Regions from separate parts of the Sus scrofa genome. Here region 2 is linked to region 1. The links are chromatin contacts, called in public Hi-C maps. All regions are on one chromosome and are shown on one strand. Each heading gives the region's core, a stretch centred on a gene start, on an enhancer-like site or on the middle of the called end of the contact. The rest is flanking DNA. Distances are from core to core; before and after follow the strand shown. Region 1 holds the start of PIP4K2A (phosphatidylinositol-5-phosphate 4-kinase type 2 alpha). Region 2 overlaps PIP4K2A (phosphatidylinositol-5-phosphate 4-kinase type 2 alpha).

Region 1 (3,857 bases), core at 194-2,693:
ACGCTGACTGCAGTGAGTAAGGTCATGGTCAAAATGCACAGGCTCATTTAAACTTTCATGGCTCAGCCAACAGCTCCTATCAGGTTTCCTGATCCTAAGGAGATTAAAACTGCAAGAGTTTCTCCCGGTAAGGTCGGCAGGAGGCTATTTCGGACCCTCAAACCGCAGTCCGCAGAGCCCGCAGCCGCGCATCTTCAGCACCTCTGGCTGTGTGTGTTAGGCTAACCTTTCCAAGCGTCCTCTCCAACCTTTGAAACAAACCCCCCAAACGGATGCAATCAACTCAAGACCGCCTTCCATCGCTCCCGGCGAGACCTACCCCCAACCCCCGCTCCCGAAGTCATCCCCAGGCCGCCTTCCGCAGTCGGGGACTTCGGCCTGGCTCCCCAAGGTGGGGGAGGAGGTGTGGGGAGCAAGACTCCCCGCCAAGCAGCTCTTCAGCAGGCAGAGCGGCAGTGCGATGCGGGAGAGGAGCAGAGGAAGATGCTAAACCCCAGTGCCATATTTACACTGGCTTTTTCTTTGCCAAAAAGATTTCTTGTGTCCAAGAATATCGCCTTTAAAGGTAAAAAAAAAAAAAAAAAAAAAAGGACCTAAGCACCAAGCCGCTGCCCAAGCTCCCCGATCTCCAGTATTCTCACCCCTGTCCCCCGTGCGGGGTTGCCGCCAGGCGCTCCCTAGCCTCGGACAGGTACACCTGCAGAATCACGGAGGATCGGGCCGCCCCCGCAGAGGAAGCGATCGCCAGGACTCCGACCCCAGCAGCCCCCGCTGGGGTGATAGCCCAGGCGGAGTCGTGCCCCGCACAAACTTCCCAGTTCCTGGGCTCCGGGGACAGATCCGCCAGCGAGCGGACGGACGGACTGGGGGCGACAATGGTACCGGCCGCAGAGCTCAAAATGCAGATGGGACCCTTGTCCTACATCCAGCCCTAGGTCCAAAGGGGATCCAAGTGGCGCCCGGGCGGCCCCCGAGGGGCTGGCGCGCTGCGCGGGGCTGCGGCCACCGAGGCGCTTCGGCTAGCGGGCAGCCCCAGAAGGCTAGCAGCCCGAAGGCTGGGGCCCCGCTCGGGCTCCCAGCCCCGCAGCAGCTGCAGCGGGAGGAGGAGGGGAGAGGGGAGGAAGAGGAGGAGGAGGAAAGGGACTGCGCGCCGCAGCCCGAGTCCTTACCGAGTGGTTTACCCCCCACATCAGGACGCTGAGCAGCGGATCGCTGGCCCGAAAGAGCTTCACTTTCTGCGCTACGAAGTGCTTCTTCTTCGTCTTGGTCTTGCTCGCCAGGACGGAGGACCCCAGGTTGCCGGGGGTCGCCATGGCCGCCGCCTCTGTCCCCTCCACCGCCGCGCTCCCGAGGCCGGGGACCCGCCCTCTCTACACGCCGGCCCGGGGAGGCAGCCGCATCCCCCCCGGCGGCGGCCCCGGCGCTCTGTGTCCGCTGCGCCCACTGGCGCGCTCGCCCCGCTCCGCCCGCAGTGCCCGCTCGGCCCGGCTGGAGAGGGAGGCTGTGCTCGGCTCGCGCCCCGGCCGGGATCCCGCGCCCGCCGCGGCTCCGCGCTCAGCCCGCGGCTGGACCAGGCGCGCCGCGAGCGGCTTCCGCGTTGGGCGCCGGCGTCATGACGCAGGGGGCGGGCGGGCAGCAGCTGCGGCGCCGCCGGGCGGGGCGCGGGGCGCGGCCGCGGGACCGTTAAGCTGCGCCCTCGCGCTCCAGCTCCTGCCCGGGCTCCGCGGCCCGGGGGACGCCGGCGAGCTCGGGGCGGACGCTCCCCGCCGGCTGAGGAGGCCGCGGGGTGGGCATGCGGCGCAGGGAGCGTGAGGACTCCCGCAGGGCGTCCCCTTCTGCCCGGGAGAAAAAGAGGAAGGGGTGGAGGCAATGGGGAGGTCGGAGGAGAGGAGACCCCAGAGGCGGTGGTGAGGCTAAGGAAGGAGGCTCGGGGCACCGCCGCTCTCCGGTGCCAAGAATCGGGAGACCTAGAGAGATCTGAAACCCTGGTGGAGACCAGAGCTTCCCTAGCACCGGGGAAACGGACCTGGACACATTGTTGGCCTCCTCCCAAAGGAGCCCTGCAATGAATTTATTAATCCCTTTGTGCTTTTAACCATCGAGCCTTTTGAACCCTGAACTTGGGCCTTCCCACGCGCATGCAGAAGGGAGACGCTCACCCAACCCCCGGGACTGTCTTTCCCACCACAACTCACGGTCGCCAGGGACAGGACCCTGCATGCCTCATCCAGAGCCTTTGGTTTGGCCCAGAGAATCCTGCCCCAAATTGCACCTTCTACGTCAAATCCTCCGAGGTTTCCTACATCTCTTCTTTTTATCCGTTCCACTCACCTTCCACGGAAATCTTTCCATTGTCTTCATCCACGTACACCTAAATTTAGCCCTTCTGAATGCTAGGAACACCTGACTCACCTCAGGAAGCTGCCTTTCCAAGCATGTCTAAAAATCTGCTGTCCCTGTATCTTCTCCAGTAACCAGCATCCTGGTCTAGGCACTTACCCTATTCAGGCTACCCGGCAAGATTATATGTCTACTGTCATTGTTACTCCCCCAAATGCAGTGGTTTCCTGCTGTGTGCCTAGCAATCTGCTTGCTTCTGTCAGGGAAAGACAGGATGACAGACCCTTATGCCTTACGGAGCGGAGCTTGAGTCTCAAGGGGTAGGAAGTGACAGATCTCGGGGTCACCTTCCTTTGCTCCTTTGTTCTTAAACATAAGGGTTGCCCCAAAGTCCTCTTACTCTCTTGCTTCATACTGTTGTCCAAAATGTTATCTGTTCCCCCGGCCTCAACCAGAACCACACTTACTGTTTTAAAAAAAAGAACCTGGAGTTTCCATGGTGGCTCGGTGGCTCAGCAGAAACCAATCTGATTAGTATCCAAGAAGATGCAGGTTCGACCCCGGGGCCTCACTCAGTGGGATAAGGATCCAGCGTTGCAGGGAGCTGTGGTGTAGGTCAAAGATGCAGCTTGGATCCCATGTTGCTGTGGCTGTGGGGTAAGCCCGGCAGCTACAGTTCCAATTCGACCCCTAGCTGTGGGTTTAGGCCCTAAAAGACAATAATAATATTAATAATTTTTTTAAAAGAACCTAAATTTGTAGTGAGAAGAGACAGGGTTGCCCAGTGCTCCCAATGAGCAAACCAGTGAAACTCTCTGAGTCTCAGGTTTGTCATGTTACTAAAATCAGACACAGATGTCACTTTAGGGACTACTCTGGGCCTGGTGATCATAATCCTGCCCTACCTACTTTATACGATATTTGTTAGAATCAAAATCCACAGTTGACAAGGGGCTCTGAAAAGCACTCCGTAAATCACATGGCATTGTACACATACAAGGTAAGATGCAGAGTTCTTGTGTATAACCCACAACCTCTATCCTGATCTTAGAGAAGTGCCTGGTTGAGCATCTCTACATCAATTGCCCACAGGCACCTCAAAAAATTGTCTAAAGCCAAGATCAACATCTTCATCTCATACATCGGTTCATTTTTCGATTATATTGGAAATGGCATTCATATCACTCAGTTACTCCAGCCAGAAGTTCATTTGTTTAACAAATTTTCATTGACCCAGACTTGAAAGCTTAGAATTATCATTGATTATTGCCTCTCGTCACCACTCCACCTAAAACACTTTCCCAGGTCCTGTCCTTGAAAATAATTGTGCTCCAGTATTCTCTCTTTCCTGATGCTCTCATGGTCCTCCTAGTTGAAATTAATCCATTCACCTCAGTGCTATCATAGTGCTTTATTTGTTCTATGACAGCTCTATTAGACTTAACTATATGTTAATAATGCACAGCAATGGGCTTGCTGTGAATGCTTAAAAGCTGAATGTAGTGATGACAAAATGT
Region 2 (3,923 bases), core at 286-2,785, 61 kb before region 1:
TTGTGTATTTGGGTCAGTAAGTTCCCTTCTTGATCAAGCCAGCTTGAGTTATTCAAACCAGTTTTATTTTTTGCATCCATATGTTTTTGTTTGTTTGCTTGCTTCTTTAGGGCCACATCTGAAGCATATGGAAGTTGACAGGCTAGGGGTGAATCAGAGTTGCAGCTGCCTACACCACGGCCACAGCAACACGGGATCCAAGCCGTGTCTGCATCCTACACCACAGCTCACAGCAACACTGGATCCTTAACCCACTGAGCTAGGCCTGGGATCGAACCTGCATCCTCATGGATACTAGTCACGTTCTTAACCTACTGAGCCACAATGGGAACTCCCAAAACCAATTTTAAATAGAGTCCTAAATCATTTACCAATTGGATTTTAAACTCCCTGAGCCGGATTTAAGTGTCCTCTGGTGCCCAACAATACCAAGAACAGTGTTCAATGTCTAATGCACACGTTGGGTCCAGGGCAGTGTTTTATTTTGCTCTGTTTTGGTCCCAGCACCTAATACCATGACAGACACATCAAACATCAAACATCTGTACGTTATACCTCAGAACTCAGGCTTCCAAATGGAATAAGATCCTCTCCTAAAGGTCCTGACCCCATTACCGCCAGTGGTGGAGACAATGCCGCTAGGAAAGCTGTGCTGCCCACCCTCTGCCCAGCCCTCGGACAGCCAGGAAGAACAGGTGGGCACAACCGCTAACCACTTTAGGTCGGTGAGTGAGTTTTAGGAATGAAGCTCTGGTCTTTCTGTCAAAGCTCCACATTTCAAGGGACTAATACTGGCCTTTTCAAGGAACTTCTTACCTTTCATTTTTTACTTTCATGGGGCTCTAACAATTCCTCCCAGGGCAATTTCAGATTTCTGTCTTCACCTGAAGGATTCCAAAAGGATGTTTTTAATCTCTCTACACTATAGAGCAAAAGAACAGAACAGTGTCCCTGGAAGACTATTTTTACAAAAACAACTAGAAAAGAAAAAAAAAAAGCTAAAACTAATTTAGATTCCATAGCACTCAACATTGTGTATTTCTTCTTTTTTAGTTGTGGCAAGACAATATCACAGGTCTATTCCCTCTTAAGTTTTTAAGTGGACAATGTATCATGGGTCAGTATGGGCCCAAGGTTGCAGAGCAGGGCTCTAGAACTTAATCACCTTGCTCTTTGCTCTTAATTAAAATATCTTCTCAAAGAATATGCCCACCAAGGACAATGAGATCTGATGATACTGCTTGAATTTTGGAAAGATTTTCTCTATCCACCTGACTCTTTGAAAGGCATACAGTATTGCAGGCCTGGCCACCTGCAAAGCTTAAAGTTCAGGCATGAGATGGGAGAAGGTAGATGGGAATTTTTTATTATTACGATAACTGCTATTTTATTTTTTTACTGTGAGTTTTTAAATGGGTACAATCATGCTAAATTTCAGATCCAGCATCTTTTGGGGGGGCGGGGGAGGGGAGGTATAAGCTAGCACTATTGTGAAATCATTTTCAAAAGGCCTTACAAAAGGGACCAACCCATTTTGGGGTTTACAAACCATAATGAGGTCATGATAACAGAAACATGTGGCACCCAAAGGACAGACAGGAAAAGAAACGGGTCATTTTCCCCAAGTAATCAGCTATGAATAGATTGCAAAACTACTCGACTCACCCAGGGGGAAATCGTTTTCTATAAATTTTTGTTGATCTTCTCAGAACTAGACTTGCAAGGGTTTGCTCTAAGTTGAACATGTGGCAACAAAATGTCACGCCATGATATAAATCATTTTAGAAAAATACTGCCAATTAGAAAATGCAACGGTTCTGAAAAATGACTCCAAGTATTGAATGTGACATAAACTGCAATGAAAGAGATTTTTTTTTTCCTGGAAAGAATTGCAACACGATGCAACATCATACCATCTTTAACACTTGAAGTACATGCCCAGGTGGAGAAATTAGTCATGGTACATTAATGTTTTACATACATACAGGAATCTGAGAACTTTGAAAAAATGTACGTTGCTTTGATGCAAATATATTGAGAAGAAAAACTGAGAAGGATAATCGGTTTAAACTACAAAAAGGTCAAAATACAGTGAGACAGAGAAAATAACTCAAATTCAAGAATCACAATTAGAAGAAATTCCATACCTATCTGGTTAAAAAAAAAAAAAAAAAAAAAGCCTCAAAAAAACAAGAAGCTTCTTTCACTAGATTTTTACCAAATCTCCTCTATCTCCCCAACCCACGGGGATTATATAGTTGCTATGTAGCGAAAGATCCCACAGGAATGCGAATGAGGATGTCCTCCTTTTTAATTAACTCTAAGCCGCTATCCTAAACCCAGTAATATCCGAGGCATTTTACATATATTATCTCATAAGGTCTGCAGAACAATTCCATTAGATATGAATTTTTAATCTGCATTTTAAGGGGAGGGAACCCAGTTCAGAGCAGTTAAATAACTGGCCCAAGATCACAAGGTCACATTTCATCCCACCGCAAAACCCAGGTCCTTTTGATAAAAGGACCCAGAGAGGCTCTCCAGGCTCCTGGGGGCTGCCTGGGGCAGCTCAGCGCTGAGGAATGTGCCCCAACCAGAAAGAACCTCAGAGATCAGGAGCCAGCCCTGGCTTCCCTCGGGCCAGACACACCACCAGCCCTCCGGCCTCAGCACACACGGAGGTTGGACTGGGTGCGTCCTGGCTTCTGGTTCTGAGAGTTGAATTCGGTTTGAGAATATCTAGCTTGAACCATTTAATCATTTTCTTTTTCTTTTCCTAAGCATACATCACCCGAGGCACTCACAATACCTGTTCCTCTGCACTTTTGAGCCACAAAATAACTCAATTACCCTAAGGACACGCTGGACGGAGGGTTTTCATTGATCCACTGGAGATCTTCCAGAGGCCGTTTTCAGGGGGAGAGGGCTATGGTCGTGACCCTCCCTCCCAGCCCACACCCCCCCCACCTGAAGCAGAACTCAGTCCCTCCCAGCTGCAAGGTACAGATGTCCTGTCGTCATCACACCCTGCAAGCTTTCCACGAGTGTCTGCCATGCAAAACTGTGGGCTCCAGGAAGGCATGAATTCCATCTTACCCCCATATCCTCAGCATCCTCTCCTTGCTACAATGCTGCACCTATAATCAGTGTTCACGTGAATACTGAATTTTCTTTTTTTCTTTTTCTTTTCTTTTCTTTTCTTTTTTTTTTTTTTTTTTTTGGTCTTTTTAGGGCCACACCTGCAGCATATGGCGGTTCCAGGCTAGGGGTCTAATCAGAGCTGTTGCTACCAGCCACAGCCACAGCCACAGTAATGCCAGATCCAAACCACGTCTGCAACCTACACCACAGCTCACAGCAATGCCGGATCCTTAACCCACTGAGCGAGGCCAGGGATGGAATCTTCAAGCTCATGGTTCCTAGTTGGATTTGTTTCCGCTGCGCCACGATGCAAACTCCTTTTCTTTCTTTCTCTCTCTCTCTCTCTTTTTTTTTTTTTTGTCAGCATATGGAGGTTACCAGGCTGTGAGTCGAATCAGAGCTCCTGCTGCTGGCCACAGACACAGCCACAAACACAGCAGTGAAGGACCTGAGCCACATCTGTGACCTACACCACAGTTCATGGCAACGCCAGATCCCTAAGCCAATGAGCAAGGTCAGGGATCGAACTCACATCCTCATGGATATTAGCTGGATTCATTTCTGCGGCGCCAAAACAGGAACTCCTCTTTCTTTTTCTTTCTGTCTTTTTTTTTTTTTTTTTTTAAGGGAAGGCGGGAAGGCAAATGAGAGGAAAGAATCTAGGTGATCTATATGCTTCATGACTCACAGGATCCGATTCAACACACACCAAGCACAGGCCTGTTTCATTATGCATAAAAGACCTATTCCTGAAAGGTAAGGAGATTTATACCCTGACTCAT

The links. A called contact is a pair of places that touch in the nucleus more often than the background predicts.
Region 2: a Hi-C map of blood shows a contact between it and region 1, with 2.4 times the contacts expected there. The contact joins the enhancer-like site here to the promoter of PIP4K2A in region 1. A contact is called at or near these places in 6 of 47 Hi-C or Micro-C datasets (alveolar macrophages, blood, embryonic fibroblasts and 1 more) and 1 of 2 datasets of contacts at active chromatin or transcription factors (alveolar macrophages).

Annotation. Positions count from the first base shown.
Region 1 is chr10:52,222,119-52,225,975 of Sscrofa11.1, reverse strand. It overlaps PIP4K2A (phosphatidylinositol-5-phosphate 4-kinase type 2 alpha), which reads right to left and starts at 1,443. Exons shown (of 10, transcript NM_001195781.1): 1 at 1,170-1,443. The coding sequence starts at 1,313.
Region 2 is chr10:52,283,398-52,287,320 of Sscrofa11.1, reverse strand. All of the region lies in intron 1 of PIP4K2A (phosphatidylinositol-5-phosphate 4-kinase type 2 alpha), which reads right to left. Among named protein-coding and RNA genes, the nearest start is that of PIP4K2A, 61 kb to the right of the region's middle. Within about 2 kb of position 1,535, at least 7 of the 83 cell types and tissues checked have an H3K27ac peak or open chromatin away from gene starts, as enhancers often do.